Regions from separate parts of the Eptesicus fuscus genome. Here region 2 is linked to region 1. Evidence: chromatin contacts called from public Hi-C data. All regions are on one chromosome and are shown on one strand. The core of a region is the stretch at or near the end of the contact, and the rest is flanking DNA. Distances in the headings are between cores, read along the strand shown.

Region 1 (5,280 bases), core at 2,068-4,567:
ATATCCAAAGTTACACCAATTACCTAAAATATAATTATTCTATTCTGAAATGCTGAACAGAAAATCCCATTTCAATAACCTGTTTTAACATTTAATAAGAATTAGATACTTTTTCTTCGACACTCAAATAAAGCTATTTCCATTGCACTGCCTCTCCTTCCAACTTTTCCTCTTTCAGCAGACAGAATATACATCTAGCATTTCTTTATAGCAAATGTAGTTATGTTATCCTCCACCTTTTCAAATTAAATACCCCAAAACCATAACTTTTTATATTCCTCTTTAACCTTGTGATGATTTTTAATGGAACGATAATCTCAAGAATCATGTTATCCACTTTTTTCACTATGTAGCTAATAACATAATGAATTCGAAAAAGGACTTAAATACAAGTATTAGCCACAAAATTTCCTAGCACTAGAAATTTAAACTTCTGTCGATATGTCAATAAAATGATAATGAAGTGAAAAACATTGCACAAGTGATCCATTTAGCTTATAACATATAGTGACCATGAGGTTTATTTCTTTATTTAGGTCAAGGATGGAGGCAGCTGTAGACATACTGTACTCCTTTCTGTCTGCTCATCCCTCATCATGTATCTCTATAGATTAATGGTTGCACTTTCTTACATTTATCTTTTGACTCACTGTCATAACAAATGGCAAACCAACTATACAGAACAAAGTAAATTAAAAATAAACATACTCCTCTAATTGATAAAATTCAACATATACCCATTCCTGTGTTTTTTAAAGGAAAACCTACCTAACTCACAAAATAAGCACACCTACAAACTTAAGACTTTTCTATTTGATGTAAGAGATAACTCAAAGTTTTGCTTATCAGATCAAAATCCAATGGACTAAACTACCTAGGTATGTGAGGTTTGCAGCATAATATTCCAGTAAGTAATGCATTCAACTTGACAATGAGTTCCAAACCAGAGCTTGATATTTTGTTAGAGAATTTAAAATCTTAACATTGGTATTTTACCCACAATTACATGATTGTGTTACCATGCAATTCACTGCTTATTTTTTGAAAGAGGTCAGGAAGGGAATACAAAGAAGTTGCAAAAAGTGTCTGAACCATTAGAAAACTTTGATTTGTATTTTTGCTACTACCCACCACAATCAGTTTCCTCTAAGCCTTGTTTCTTAATCAATAAGAGTTGAACTAGGTTTCTCTAAAATGTTTCTCATCCCTGTGAAGAACCATGCAACTGAAAGTTCTACCTACTATAATAGATTTTATTGAAAACAGGATCCCATCACATCCCTCTTTTCAATGTTCCAAATGCAGCCTGAACAACAACTATCCTGAAACATCCAACTAGGTCAATACAATATCTATCAATACAAATCAATCCATAGAATTCAACAGGTTAGTGGAATAGCAGGAAATGTCCATCTCTTTGGTACACATACTTGAACTATTACTTCTCTACTTATATAACGTCATCCTGTCTGAGGTAAAAGAGAAACTGGTCTTCTACTAATAGACAAGTCTCAAGCTCTTTAAAGGGTATTTCTCTATTTGAACAGCATCCAAGATTCAATAATGCAATTTTCAGAAAAAACAGCCTTGCACCAAGTTAAGCTCTATGTTTGCAAAACAGAATAATTGGCAAGTGGTATTTCTAGACAATTCAGTTGTTCTCTCATAACTAAATTTATAACCAGACTTGAAAGCTGTTTTCCTTCAGCTGCCTTAAATTACAACTTCTTTACTCATATCAAAATTTCCTAGCTTCCATTTCAGAGAGTGCACAAGAGTTACAAAAAGAAAAGAAAAAAGAAAAGAAAACCTGCTAACCAGTAAGGCTAACCCTTAAGTTTGTTGTCAGCATGGTATGTTTTACTGAACTTTGGGGTTACACGGCCTCCTGTGAAGAACGAGGTCCTGCAACGCCGCCTGTCTGTGGACCCAGGAAAAATTACAAACAGTTATGAAACCAGATCACTAGGACAAACCAAGAGGCCTTCCTATTCCAACTCACCACAACCAAGCCTGGCTCCAAGTAGGCACTTTAGTTGCCCCATATCATCTGGAAAACATAACCTAATTCTTCCTCACTAAGGAAGCACTTGAAGAGGTAATGTGAATGCACAATGCAAGCATCAAATGTACTTTTCATCCTCTGCATTTTACATAAATGTATATGGACATAAGATCAGTTTATGCAAAAGCCTTGAAATATGGAGGAAGTGAAGGTTACTTCGGCAGCCACAATTACGAAAAAAACCTGTGGCAGAATATGGAAAAGTACAGCCTCTCACGTGCCTCTCACATACACAAACACAACTCTAAATCCATTACAAGCTTACCTCCCCCCCAAAACTGCTCCTCGAGCCTCACAATGGGGAGAAATTTACCAACTTCCAGTCATTCCCCCAGAGACTCGCCTATCCATCATCTTCCTCCTGCAGGTTTGCTCCCGCCCCCGCCCCAGGCCGACCCCACCGGGTGTTGCCAATAGGGAATCTAACCAATTTTTCCCATCCCAGGGTAATGAACTGTTCCCTAACTCCGTGGACTCTGAGGTCCTCCCACCCCCACGTGTCAGCTACCCTCCCCCACAGCCCCACACCTCACGATTTAGGCCGGGGAAAGAAAGAGGGCAGGGGAAGCCTGGTCCCCTAAGATAAATCAACCCGCAGGAATCTGTCCCACCGCAAGTGCCCTCCCACCTTCGGCCCCTACCCTTTACGGTCCCTTCCTCCCTCCTCCCTCGAAAGCAGGCCCTTGCCTCAGAAACCTCCTCCTCTTCGTCGTCGTCGTCCTCTTCTTCCTCGCTGTTGTTGCTGCTGGTGCCGCCGCCGCCTCCGCCGCCGCCGCCGCCGCCGCTGTTGTCGCTGTCGCTGCTGCTTTCGCTGCTGCTGGGGGGTCGGCAAGTCCGGTTTCGCTTGGCCTTGTGGTGCTGCTGCTGCTGCTGCGGCGGCGGCGGCTTCTTCTTGAGGAGCAGGTCGCAGACTCGCACCATCCCACGAGGAGAAGAGGCCGAGCGAGCCCCGCCGCCGCCGCCGCCGACCTCCGCCGCCGCCGCCGCCGCCGCGGGGGGGCCCGCCACAGCCGCCGCCGCCGCCGCCGCCGCCGGGGGGCTCCCTTCTCCTTCAGCAGCAGCCGCCGCTGCCGCCGCCGCCGCCACCGGAACCGTCGCCTTCTCCATCCCCAGGGAAAGAGGGAGGGCGCGGACGGGGGAGGGGCGTGGGGGCTACGCTCTACCGCGACTTCGGCTGCACCGGGGCCAACACAGCGCTCGGTGCCGCCTCCGCCGCCACCGCCTCGGTCACCTCTACTGCCGCCGCCGCCGCCGCCGCTCCGCCAGCTCTCACCTCGTCTCGCGATACTAAGGGCGGGGAGCCTGGCGAAGGGAGGGAGGAGAGAGCGTAAGGGAGCAAGGAGGGCGGGGGGGCGGTGAGACGTACAGGAAGACCCGGGTGTCGGGACACTCGGAGGAGAGGAGACTACCGTGCAGCGAGGGCAGCGCGCCTCGGACGACTTCCGAAGGGGGACAGAGCGGGGCCGCGGACACTGCCGTGGCGCCCGCGAGTGCCCCAGTTTCTTCTCTCTCCTCGCTGTTTCCCTCACTCCCTGCACTCAGCCGTCCCGTCTTCCTTCCCCACTTGAGCCCTGAACGCCGCCGCGGGCGGAAGTATTCGTGACGCCATCAGCCGGCGCCCGGACGGTGGCGCGCGCGTGGACGAAAGGGAGATTTCAAGGGCCAGTGCCCGGCTTCCCCCGGGCTGGCTGCGCCTCGGCGTGTGGCCCGGGCTGCGAGGAGCGGCTCCCGGCCGGGTCGGCGCTGGGGCGGAAGCGCGGTCCAGACACTGGGTTAGCGGGAGGCCCGGACCTCCAGATCCGGGAGATGGGGCCTCGTTTTGCACTGTTGTGCACAGTTTCGTTCCTGCCTCCTTCCCCTCCCCCCCCCCCCCCCCCCCCCCCCCGCCACTCGCGGCCAAATCGTAAGTTAGCGCTTTGGCTCTTGAGAGATGGCACTGGGGTAAGGGAGAGAGCCCTCTTTGCCTGGTTTAAGTCTCGGGCCACACTTCCTGAACCTGAGTTTACGCTTGTGTAATATGGAGGAGTTCGATTAGGTGATGTGTGATCACGACAAAGCTGAAAGTTCCAAAGGGGAGAAGAAAACAAGATCGATCGGGGCCAGACTTTGCAGACGATTCACGGGAGGACCCCCGGTTTAGTGCTTCCACCCTTCACCGAGTCAGCTTTTCCCTGTGAAGGGTGCATCATAAACACTCAACCGTGTCCCTGCACCTCTTTGAAGGAATATTGTGATGGGGGTTGTGAGGTTATGGTTGGTGTCTAAAGAACCTCCAGGACTTTCGAAATAATGGCGTGGTTTATTAAACACGGAATTACCGTTTTCTGATCCAGTAAAAGCACAGTGGCATAAGGTAAATGAAGCAAACATCAAAGGCAGATGTACTGGCACAAGATAAGTATGTCTCAGCTGACATAGTTGTCATCTTAAGACTGCTAAGTTTAGCAATTTTTTGGAGTTTTTTTTTTTTTTCTTTTTAACATTAGCATACCGAATGAAATGTGGGCAGTTGCCAGTCACTGTATAGAGTACTATGGCAGAATTGGCAATGACTGAATCAGTCCATTCAAGCAAAAATTCATCATGTGCCTACTGTGTGGATAGTTTAGGAAATCAAAGTTGGCTTCCAGAGGCTTTATAGTGTAATGAGTGCTATAGTAAGTTTACGCACCAAGTACTAACCATCTGCCTGTTCCTCTCCTACAGCGGTAGCTGAGTTCCTATGCAAAACAGTAGGGAACATTGTTTATCTTACCACTACAAATTTAAGTTCTATTAACCTCAGCTGGATTTCTCCCTCCTACTTTGCATATCCTTCAGCACCTTTATCTCCCTTCCCACCAGAATACTTTTTACAGTCTTTAAATTCTGGCCATATTGCATTATATGACTTTACTTCAAACTTTACAAGAAAATTAATGGTGTTAGGCACAAACTCCTTCAATTTTCCAAATGCTAGAAAATTAGATACTTCTTTGCTTTTCTCCAGTATCAGAGGAATGAGATACTCCCCGTTCTTATGTCAGATGAATTATTCATCTGTTCCCTGGTTCCATTCCATCTTTCTCTTCCATTTATTATCTTTCTGTCTTTAATCTTCCACATTTCTGGTTCCACTCGATTTCCTTCACAGTCAGGCTTTAAAAAATACTCTACATTCAATGTCTCTTTTTGCTATCTGAATTTCATTCTTAATTCTAAATTCTGTACATATT
Region 2 (5,280 bases), core at 1,084-3,583, 170 kb before region 1:
TCGATGTTTCTCTCTCATTGATGTTTCTAACTCTCTATCCCTCTCCCTCTCCCTTCCTCTCTGTGAAAAATCAATAAAATATATATTTTAAAAAAAGAAACTTGCCTGGCCCCAGTGGCTTAGTGGTTGAGCATCAACCTATGAGCCAGAAGGTCACAGTTTGATTCCCAGTCAGGACACATGCCCAGGTTGCAGGCTCGGTCCCCAGTGGGAAGCATGCAGGAGGCAGCCAATCAATATTTCTCTCTCATCGATGTTTCTATCTCTCCCTTTCCTTTCTTCTCTGAAATCAATAAAAATATATTTAAAAAAATAAAAGAATAAGAAACTTGCCCTTATCTTTGTTTCTCCATTTCTTTGCTTTCAGTCCAGCATATAAAACAAGGTGTCCCCAAAAAATGTCTAGTTTAACAGCTGATAGCTCAATTTTGAAAATCAAATGTATTTTTATAAATACTGCCTTTATAATTATTCAAAGTGTGTGTATACATTTTTTTGGGACACCCTAAATTATGCCAATCCTGGCTGGGTAACTTGGTTAGAGCGTCATCCCAATACACCAAGGTTGCAGGTTTGATCCCCAGTCAGGGCCTATACAAGAACCAACCAATGAATACATAAATAAGGGGAACTTCCTCTCTCTCTTAAATCAATAAATAAAAAATAAAACTACCATGCCACATAAACTTATTAAAATATTAAAGAAAAGAACTACTTTGCTGCTAAAGCTACAGAATACTCAAGCCTATAATTAACATAATCACTTTCACATTATATACATATATTTTCATGGTCTTATATGCACAGAATTATCTTACCTGGCAACTCTTTTGGACCACCCCAACTGTTTTGCACGAACTGCAACTTCATGGTTAAGGTGTTGGGCAATATTTTTTATTTCTGGTTGCAAATTTTCCACCTAGCTAAAGAAAAAGTAGAATTTGTTATGAGCACATAAAGGATCTTTATTTATAACCACTCATAGTTTTATTTTCTATTCCCTCAACTCATTTACAATTTTTGTTTACTGCCCAGCCAGAGTGGCTCAGGGAATTACAGTGCCGTCCGGTTCCCACTGGAAGGTTCTGAGTCCCAATCCTAGTCAGGGCATGTACTGGGTTGCCAGTTCCATCCCCAGCCCATCAGGCCAGGCTGCATTTGGGAGGCAACCAATCGATGTTTCTCTCTCCCACTGATGTTTCCATCTCTCTCTCTCTCCCCACCTCCTCCCTCCCTCCCACAGTGTCTGAAATCAATGGGAAAAAAATATATCCTCGGGTGAGGATTAAAAATATATATATATGGTTTACTGAGCATGTCAAAAAACCTTAAGTCTAAGCATAAGATGTTAAATTGCTTAAGATATCCTGTTACAACCAAATCCAAATTCCGGATTATACACTTAAGCTACGTGCCATTGGGCAGGTTACTTCACCTCTAGGATCCGGTTCCCTCGTAAATAAAACGTGCAACAGTGCCTACTTCACAGGGTTATTGTAAGGATTAAACGAGAACTGCACCTGCACTTTCATGTTTCATCCCCGGCTTTCCCAGTACCGGAAACTGAGGAAATAGAAGTGTATTAGTTAAATCGTTAATTTTTTCTGTGACAGCAACCCCCAAAATTGTGCATTTTTATCTGCCCCGTGTTGATTCTGTAAAGTAACTCACTGCCTTAACTTTTCTGCTCCTCATTCATTTCTCTAACAAGGTTAGTCACCGCTCCTGCTTTGCGCACAAACCCAGTAGGGTAAACGAGATGGCTGGTGCCTGTATCACTAACCATCTCTTACTCCTCACATCCAATGCTAGGCCACCTTCCGGGCACGGAAGTGGTCACGACCAGGAACCCTAAGCACTCCGGCGGTCCGCCGTATCTTACTGAGGCCGGCCGCCTCCGGGCGCGGCGCGGCGCCCCTCACCTTGGCCAGGATGTAGTGCTGGTAGGCCGCTAGGGGCAGCGTGACGGCGCCGCGCAGGGCCACGGTGGTGAAGAGGATGCTGCCCCACCAGGGCAGGCCCGTGACGCCGTGCGCGGCGAGCAGCATCTCCTCCGCGCCTTGCACAGGCGCCGAAGCGGCCAGCGCCTCGTACCAGCCGCCGGCGCCGCCCGGGTTCACTGCAGACACAGAGGCCACCGCCCACGCCGGCAGAGCCGAGGGCTTGGCACCGCAGGTCGGGACCGGAGCAAACTGCGGGCCCCAGGCTCCAGGCTGCAGGCCAGGCAGCGGCCGCAGCCACCTACCGCCAAGCCGGCACAGCATGTGTGCGCCAGGGCTGAGCCCGAAAGGCGGGCTTCGCAAGCTAGCGGCAGGTACAGGTCCGTCGACCCCGCGCGCATGCGTCGGCGACCCGGGAGCGTCCGGTGGGCGCGCGCCCGCCCTCAGCCACCGTTGACCTTCCCGGTCAAGTCAGTGACGTTCGCGTCGCACTGGAAATGACGTAGAAGATGGGGAAGTCCCGCCTTCCCCACGCGGCACTGGGCAGGCCTACTGCGCACGCAGGAGATTTTCCCGCTGCTGGCGTGGACCTGCTCAGAGGCTGGACCGGAAGTGCAGAGGCGGGGCCTTTCTAAAGTCAGTCTTCACCGTGTGCCTTTTCATTATTTTTTTTTACCTAACCGAATTGTGTCATTTTAATGGATTAAGCTTGGGGGGGTGGGGGGGGGGGAGGTTGTGGCCATAATGTGGTTCCCACCTCTTTAGGTGCATCCTGATTGCTTCCGCTAGGAGCTAGATTATACTGCCAGAGCCTACACGTGGCTGAAATGCCACTTTGGAGAGAGCCATGTGTTTCTGACCAATCCTGCTTTAATCAGCACCGCTTATGTACCAGGCACAGTTCGTTCAGTCTGGGCTCATTTGTTCCAGTTAGAATTTTTAACCCCACCTGCAAACTGAGTTTCCTTCGCTTTATCTTTTCTAATACATAGCTATTAACATAAAAATATCCAGACCTGTAAAGAATTTTTGTGAGGTTATTTGAACCAAACTGGACAATTTCCAGGAAGTAAATTTCAAATATTGGGGTAATGCTCCAGAGAATGGCTGTTTTTCGTCTATTTTTATACATTGATTGGGTGGGTTACATGAAATCTATTGGTGATAGAGTGGGAGAAAGCAAAGCAGGGAAACCTCTGGGAGGAGATAGTTAACCGTAAACAATTAACATAACAGTAACAATGAAGGAGCTTGTGGTCTCCCATCCTGGTGCCCAGGGCATTTGGTTGTGGCCTGAGGTGTCTGGAAAAAAGGGAAGTTACAAGTTACCCAGACATTTCAAGGATATGTTATCATAGATGTAAAAAGACAGACAGGCTCAGTTAAGGTAGAGGTTGACCTTGTCAGTGAAGATACCGGCCTAAGACATAACTGCCCACCATAACTACTTTCAGTTAAAGTTTAATTTCAGACCATCCTTTGTGGTTACTTTAGGTCTCTGGGTTTGCAAGACCACCATGCAGGCCTTCCCTGAGCTTGTCAGGTTAGCATGTGGCCCCTTTCATCAACATAGCAAAACTTATATTGAAGGTCAAATACCATTTCCTGAGTTAAGAGGAATTATCACTGGCAATACGGTGAATTTACTAGAGCTTACATTATCCTGTGTAAGCTTTCCAGTCTGAACAGCAACATTAGGTGTCTTCTGGTTAAAAGGAATACACCAAATCTTCATGGACTAATTTTTAGTATTGTTGCTGGTAACAGTAAACTGGAGTGACAATGAAGGACTTTCCACAGAAGGGTCACCACTAGACTTAGGGGCCAAATTGTGTTTTGTGGAATAAAATGTTAATCAAAACAAAGAAGCCTCTGATAAATGTTGGGGTAATGTCAAATTGCAGCAACTAGTAAGTACTGTTGGGGGTGGCGGGAAGGGCACAGGTGTTAGACCTCTGGGGTCAGGCCATACTTGGGTTCAGCGACCTTGGTTCTTGGGTTCTGGCTATGACAGAATTCAGAGCGAAGACTCAAACTATAAGAGAACATTTATAAAATCATGGAGGTGGAATAAGTAATTTGTACGAGAAATTAGGCTTAGGAAACAAGTTACAGAAGTAAAGGAAGGGCCCTTGGAGCTTAGAAGTGAGGAAAGTAAAGGGGATACAGGGGGCAGGAGGAGGCCAAGGTGTGCTCCTGGGAGGGAGAGCCCTCTGGGTCCCCTGTCCTCAGGGTTTCAAGGGTGGAGATTTTAGGGGAGGTCCCAGAGGGAGATCTCAATAGAACCTTCAGCAGCTTTCCTGGTCTGTCCTTTCAGGGTCCTGTCTCCACTGATTAGTTGGTTGGTGCCAGGGCAGGGGGTCATTTTTCAATGCAGCTGGTCCTGAAGTCAGCCATGGCTTTGCTCCTCTGGTTTTGCTGTTTTAGGCCTTGAGCTAAAATACAACTGAGGTCTAGATATTATCTCTAGGTAGGAAAGGTCAGGGGGTCCAAACCACAAGACCACTGATATACTAGTGAAAGGGTTAACTTAAAATGCAGGCAGATAGGGCAGGGGTCCAGTGGAAAACAAAGGCAGGGGAAACAGGCAGGGGCAGATATGGCAGTTTGAGCCAGCCTAACCACAGGAACCAACCAAGCAGGAATAATAAAATGTTTCTGGATTCAAAATGGGAGGCATGGGAAAACAAGGGAGGACCTGTAGCAACAAGAAGTACAAACACATAGAAACAGGGAAAGTTTAGGTCCATTGCTGGGCAAGAACAATTGAAGGAATCAATCAGGTGACGACACAGATATAGAAACAGGCGTGTAGCAAATATATACCCCTGGACTATAAGGCTTTAATGGGCAGCTCATTATTGGGTCCCCCTCCCCTTGTGGGGAGTCTGAATCTGCTTGAAGTACATTTTCAACTTTTGCTTAAATCTACTGGTCTGCATGGCTCATTTGGTGTCCTGAGACACGACCCCAGGAAAACACCGTGGCTCACTTTCCCAGTCATCACTAGGGGAGGAAAGGCCACCCTGAGGACGAGGTCTTCCCCCCCTGGTGACTTTCTGTACCTGGCACATCATCTTGCTTATGTCTAACTGCCTACTACAGTACCAGTCTTCTCTGGATCTTATCTTCCTTCAAACTGATAAATTTATGTATGAATTGCTAAATGTGTTTAAATACACGCATCCCAATATATGGTATATATAAACAAAGTTCTGCGGCACACCAGAAAAATTATTTTTTGCTGATTTGACAAAAAAAGTGTAATTTTTATTCACTCACACTGGATGGCTATTGTGTTGGCTATTGTCATTTTTATATTTAACAAGCTAAGAGATCA

Evidence for each region. A called contact is a pair of places that touch in the nucleus more often than the background predicts.
Region 2: a Hi-C map of muscle shows a contact between it and region 1, with 4 times the contacts expected there. The contact joins the promoter of LOC103300583 here to the promoter of ANKRD17 in region 1. A contact is called at or near these places in 2 of 2 Hi-C or Micro-C datasets (liver and muscle).

The regions. Positions count from the first base shown.
Region 1 is chr2:71,584,496-71,589,775 of DD_ASM_mEF_20220401, reverse strand. ANKRD17 (ankyrin repeat domain 17) reads right to left here and starts at 3,317. Exons shown (of 33, transcript XM_054728438.1): 1 at 2,753-3,317. The coding sequence starts at 3,172.
Region 2 is chr2:71,756,691-71,761,970 of DD_ASM_mEF_20220401, reverse strand. LOC103300583 (cytochrome c oxidase assembly protein COX18, mitochondrial) reads right to left here and starts at 2,333. Exons shown (of 6, transcript XM_054728462.1): 1 at 1,923-2,333; 2 at 819-919. The coding sequence starts at 2,264.